Linked DNA regions of Sus scrofa: region 1 is linked to region 2. Evidence: chromatin contacts called from public HiChIP or PLAC-seq data. All regions are on one chromosome and are shown on one strand. The core of a region is the stretch at or near the end of the contact, and the rest is flanking DNA. Distances in the headings are between cores, read along the strand shown. Region 1 has its middle 22 kb from the start of PTBP3. Region 2 overlaps SUSD1 (sushi domain-containing protein 1).

Region 1 (3,125 bases), core at 546-3,045, 190 kb after region 2:
CTAGGGGTTGAATCAGAGTTGTAGCTGCCGGCCTACACCACAGCCACAGCAATGCTGGATCCTTAACCGACTGAGCCAGGGCAGGGATCGAACCTGAGGCCTCATGGATACTAGTTGGGTTCGTTATCCACTGAGCCACAATGGGAACTCCAGAAACTAAACTTTTAAAACCATTAAATAAACCTGGAGTTAAAAAGGCAATTTTCTTTAAAGGATACATATACCCCAATGTACACAGCAGCACTATTTACAATAGCCAACCGAAAGGTACATCAACAGATGAATGGATAAAGAAATTATGACAGGGGGTTCCCATCGTGGCCCAGCAATAACTAACCCGACTAGTGTGGGTTAAGGATCTGGCATTGCCATGAGCTGTGTTGTAGGTCACAGATATGGCTCAGATCCTGTGTTGCCATGGCTGTGGCGTAGGCTGGCAGCTGGAGCTTGGATTTGATTCCTAGCCTGGGAACCTCCATATGCCATGAGTGTGGCCCTAAAAAAGAAACGAAAAAAAAAAAGTTAATTATCTAACTCGAAATATTAGAAAAAGAGCATCAGAACAAATCCAAATCCCCAAACTAGTATGAGAGTAATAGAGAACCTAAACTGATCACAAGAATTAAAGGCAGTGAAACCACAAAGTCATCTATATCCCCCATTCCCAATCCAGGTCCAGATGACATTACAGGTGAGATCAACCAAACTTTCAAGAAAAAAGTTGTTACACAAAACAACAGAAGAATGAGTTACTCAGTTCATTTTAAGCAGCTTGTGAATGAAGTCTTGATTCCAAAAATAAAATTAGAAAATCACAACTTTACATCTATAATAACTTACAATAATGAATTTTGGCAAGAACCATCAAATGTATGCTGCAGGTTAAAGTTTGTGAGTTAAAATAACATTAGCATGGCCTCAAAGTATCACTCCACAAAAGACTTACTAGTTACAAAGAGCAAAACAGAGAATTTACAGTCGAAAACCTGGCAACACAACCTTTACCAAGTGACCAAAGTTAACACACAAAATATGACAAATCAACATCCTTTGTCTTCTAATACGATACACTAAGAATATAACTCCTGCAGTATTCATGCAAAAACACACAATCTAAACCTACTTATAAGGAACAGATAAACTCAAAGTAAGGGATAGCCTACACAACAATATGTCTATATTCTTTTAAAATGTAAATGTCATGAATCAAAGACTGAGGAAACATTTCAGATTAATTTTCAGATTGTGACAATTATGTTACAGTAATGACAAATGTCTCTGCTTTTAGGCAATACACTCTGAAGTATTTAGGGGTTAAAATAAAGTAAAACTATGTTAGTGAAGTTTCAAGCAATTTCCTTGACAAATTATTGACTACAAAAGGAAAATGAGTAACTTAATATAGTGGAGAAGTGGAGAAGCCTGGCTGACAATCATGCTAACCAAGTGATGATTCAGAGGAAAGAAAAAAAAAGGATATAGAGACATATACATATATCCACACAAAGCAACATACATAATATGAATAAGAGAAAGAGAGAAAGACTATAAATGAATAATAAAACAAATGGGACAAATGAGAAGTACTGGGTAATGGTCATAAAACTTTTTGTACTATTCTGCAATCTTTCCATAGTTTATATTAAAGTTTTTAAAAAATAAGATTATCAGTGAAATTTACATTAGCACATTAAGGAAAAAAAACCTTTAAAAAGAATAATCAAGGTATGTACAAACTATGGTTAACTATTGGGGGAGGAACTAATGTGGTAATATAAAAAATTCACATGCGGGAGTTCCCCTCAGGATGCAGCAGAAACAAATCTGACTAGGAACCATGAGGCTGAGGGTTGGATCCCTGGCCTCGCTCAGTGGGTTAAGGATCCAGCACTGCCTTGATCTGTGGTGTAGGTTGCAGACGCAGCTCGGATCTGGCGTTGCTGTGGCTGTGGCATAGTATGGCAGCAATAGCTCCGACAGACCCCTGGGAACCTCCATATGCCTCAGGCGCAGCTCTAAAAAGACAAAAGACACACCAAAAAAGTCCTATGCATAGTGATTTACACCCAAAAAAAAGTATTTGCACTTACATAATCTTACTTGGCCATTAATAAGCTATTTTATTATTTATTTTTTCCAATATTTATTCACTACTTTGAGTAAAGTAGCTGTATTAGTTATGTATAGATGCATAAAAAATTACTCCAAAATCCAGCAACTTAAAAAAAAACATGTATTTTTAAACTCAATGTCTGCGAGTCAGGAATCTGGGCATGGCTTATGAGCGAAGTGCTCTGGCTCAGAGTCTCTCACAGGCAGGAATCATCTCAAGGCTCAATAGAGAAAATGAGGTTCCACTTCCAAGCTCAGTCAGGTAGTTGCTGGCAGGATTCCTTTTGTAAATGGGCCTCTCCCTAAGGCAGCTCACTTTAATGAGAACAAATAAAGAGAAAGCAAGAGAAACCAGTCTTCCGGAACCTAATCCTTATAGAAGATTTAAGCCCACCATCTTGCTATTTGTTATCTCTTTGGTCCATCCATCCTTTAACCTGTGTTAAATACAGACAGATTAAAAGAAAAGGAAGGAGTTCCCATTGTGGCTCAGTGGAAACAAATCCGACTAGGAACCATGAGGTTGCAGGTTCAATCCCTGGCCTTGCTCAGTGGGTTAAGGATCTGGTGTTGCTGTGAGCTGTGGTGTAGGTCTAGCATTGCTGTGGCTCTGGCATAGGCCAGCAGCTATAGTGCTGATTAGACCCCTACCTTGGGAACCTCCATATGCTGCAGGTGCGGTTCTAAAAGCAAAAAAAAAAAAAAAAAAAAAAAAAACGGAGGGAAAGGAAAGACATATTATACAAATACTAATCATAAGAAAAGTGGAATGACTGGAATGACTACATTTATATCAGACAAAGCAGATTTCAGGACAGGAATTAATAAAAATGTGTATTACGAATGATTTTTTAAAAGTCAATTCATCAAGAAAATACAGCATACCTAAACGTGAATGGATTTAATAATTGAGCTTTAAAATATACAAGGCAAAAACGGACAGAACTACTGAAAGAAATAACAAATCCCACAATTACAGACGGAAATTCCAATATTCCTCTCCTCTTTCAGTA
Region 2 (2,786 bases), core at 13-2,512:
AGTACTGTCTGCAGAGTTTCCATCTCAATATGATTTTCCCACTTAGAGCCATTATAGTGGGAAAACAAAAGCATCTGGCTCCCACTTCCCACCTCCAATCCTGACAGAAGAGACTGAGAATAGTGAAAATGGGTCAAAATTTGCATCTGGGTTGGAAGGAAGGGTTGATTGCCACCCATGAGGCAGATACATGAAGACATTTCTGCTTAGCAGTGCGGAAGAGACTAGGCAAAGAAAGATGCCAGGAGATACCATACAACACGCCTTCCAAGCAAAGGAGCAGGGTCCCAAAGTGGCAAAGGAAGGAACCGGGGGAAGACGGGAGTCCACAGAGGTGGAGGCTAGAAGCACAGGCCACAGGACTGCTCCATCTGGAGCCAGTTAGCCTGGTGGTTCCCAAGCCTAAAAGCACAGCAGAATCACCCAGACATGGCAGATATGAAGTAAAGCTTGGACATCTGTGTTTGTTTTGTTTGTGTGTGTGTGTTTGTAATTCACCAGGCTACTCTAATAAGTGCCCAGGATATATACACTGCTATTACTCTTACTACTCCTATTATTACTCCTAATAATAATAACAGCCTTTCCTTAGCACGAAGGAGATTACTGACAGGGAAGGACTTCCAAAGGGAGGCTGGGGACCTGGAGATTCCACCTGACAGAGAGCCTGGGTTGGCAGAAGGAGGGACTGGGTTCCTCCCTGCCTCTGTAGGCTACAGCACCATCATGAAGCCAGGCAGTGCTGAGCTGGCCCAAGAGCCAGAGCTTCACCAATCAGGACAGCAAAGTGCTCAGAAAGAAAGTTCAGGGCAGTAGGCTTTCTCACAGCTGCCTCCCAAAGGACACAGGATCATAAGGACCAGCAGTAAATCCTTCAAGATGAGATCTGAGATAAGCATCCCAGTACTATCCAATAAAAAGCAAGATCAAAGGGAATGTCATCCATCTCATTACAAGGGAAATATCAAACCTAGATAAAACTTTATCTTCCAAGGATAAGTAATTGGGGGGGGAGTCCATGAAATGATTTTACAAAGAAGAAGAGGGAGATTGCGCCTAGAAGGTAAAGAATGAGCACTTTCAAAAAAAAGAAAAAAATACAGCAAAATAATGGCAAAATTCAGCAACATCTGTTTTGTACTTGCAGAAAAAAATGTTAGAGATGGATGCAAACAGATAAAAGATGAGACGGCAAGAGAATGTGACAGCAGAGAGGAAATTGGTTGAGGGAGGCAGAAATAAAAAGGGAACTAAAAGAGACAAAAACCAAAAGGAAATGAAAGTGCAACAACGGAATTTAAAGTGTATCAGAAATGTCGATGCATGTACGCACACAAGCACAGAAGGAACAACAGTGCTACCGTGTCCTCACAGAAAGCAGAGGAAAAAAGGCATGAATAAAAAAAAAAAAGAGAGAAAATGGAAGACCAATGCAGACAGACAAGACATTCCACAGAGAAGTGTTCGAAGAGCAAAAACCAAAACAAACCCCAAAACCAAAACCAAACAAAAAACCCCAATAATCAGAGATTTAATGAAAGAAACGGTTCCTAATGTGTAGCTAGACTGAAATCTGAAGATCCAAAAAGGCACAGGATACTAGGAAAACTTGGTGAAAAACAAAAACATGTATATAATCCATGACTGAAGTTTCACAAAAAGATTTCCATCTCATTCGCTATTGAATTCCCAGTGCCTAAAACAACGTCACACACAAAGGAGGTGGTTAATAAGCATCTACCACGTGCATGAGTAAGTGATTAAAGTCTTGAATTTCACATATAAAAAAAGTCTCTATGATATCCAGGCTGAAAAGTCAGATTGTCTACATAGGGTTTTTTTGTTTTTTTGTTTTTTTTTTTAATCACACCTTCAAATTCCTCTTTCAAAACTTTTAAATTCCAAAAGCCAATGTGAAATGCCTCCAGAAATTCTGACCACAGAGTTGATGGCCCAAGAATTTTGTCTTCAGTCAAGCTCCCATTCACTTGGGAAGGCAACGAAAGGACATTCTCAGACAATCCTGGGCTCAGAGAAATATCTCGCTCCTCAGTAAGAAGACAGAAATCACTGTACAGAGAGAGAAATAAAAATATAGAAAAAGAACAGAGAAACTTTGGTATGAAAGGAATGGCAGTAAGCTCTGAAACTATGAAAACATATATCTGTTGAGGTAATTATTACAGGAGTTCCCATTGTGGCACAGTGGGTTAAGAGTCCAACTGCAGTGGCTTGGGTCGCTGCAAAGGCAAGGGTTTGATCCCCAACCAGCGCGATGGGTTAAAGGATCCAGCGTTGCCACCGCTGTGGTGTAGGTCACAGCTGTGGCTCAGATTCATTCCCCGGCAGATGCAGCTATTAAAAAAAGTATTATAAAAATGGCCATAAATCCACATACAATGAATTTTTTTAAGATGTAATGCAGGTTTAACATAATTAAAAATAAGAAGCTGGCAATAAAATGTTGCATTATACCAAAAACATATAGGAAGCAAGAGGGGAAGGAATAAAAGGAAGTAAAGAATGCTGACTTCCTTTTCTTACTGGGGGAGAAGTTAAAATTTTTCAGTCTTGACACTGGTAATAAGAGTAACACACATTCAAGTAGGATTGCCTTGTTTTTGCTTTTTAAAATACAATGTAGAATAAAAGCAAACCTTATACTGCCTGAATCACTGAAAAAAGAAAATCTGTACAGCAGAAAAAGAAAACAATGGACATAGCAATGTAGCATAAAAAAAGAAAAAATTAAGATGTCGGAATGAAAGGAAAATCATATCACAAGC

What was found. HiChIP or PLAC-seq counts read pairs in DNA pulled down with a chosen protein or histone mark.
Region 1: a contact with region 2 is called in an H3K27ac HiChIP or PLAC-seq map of alveolar macrophages. The contact joins two enhancer-like sites. A contact is called at or near these places in 3 of 47 Hi-C or Micro-C datasets (embryonic fibroblasts, epiblast stem cells and omental adipose tissue) and 1 of 2 datasets of contacts at active chromatin or transcription factors (alveolar macrophages).

The regions. Positions count from the first base shown.
Region 1 is chr1:253,076,401-253,079,525 of Sscrofa11.1, forward strand. It overlaps a transcript of PTBP3 not described here. Among named protein-coding and RNA genes, the nearest start is that of PTBP3, 22 kb to the left of the region's middle. Within about 2 kb of position 1,796, at least 3 of the 83 cell types and tissues checked have an H3K27ac peak or open chromatin away from gene starts, as enhancers often do. A contact at or near this core is called in alveolar macrophages, where this site is marked.
Region 2 is chr1:252,888,874-252,891,659 of Sscrofa11.1, forward strand. All of the region lies in intron 8 of SUSD1 (sushi domain-containing protein 1), which reads right to left. Among named protein-coding and RNA genes, the nearest start is that of SUSD1, 66 kb to the right of the region's middle. Within about 2 kb of position 1,263, at least 8 of the 83 cell types and tissues checked have an H3K27ac peak or open chromatin away from gene starts, as enhancers often do. A contact at or near this core is called in alveolar macrophages, where this site is marked.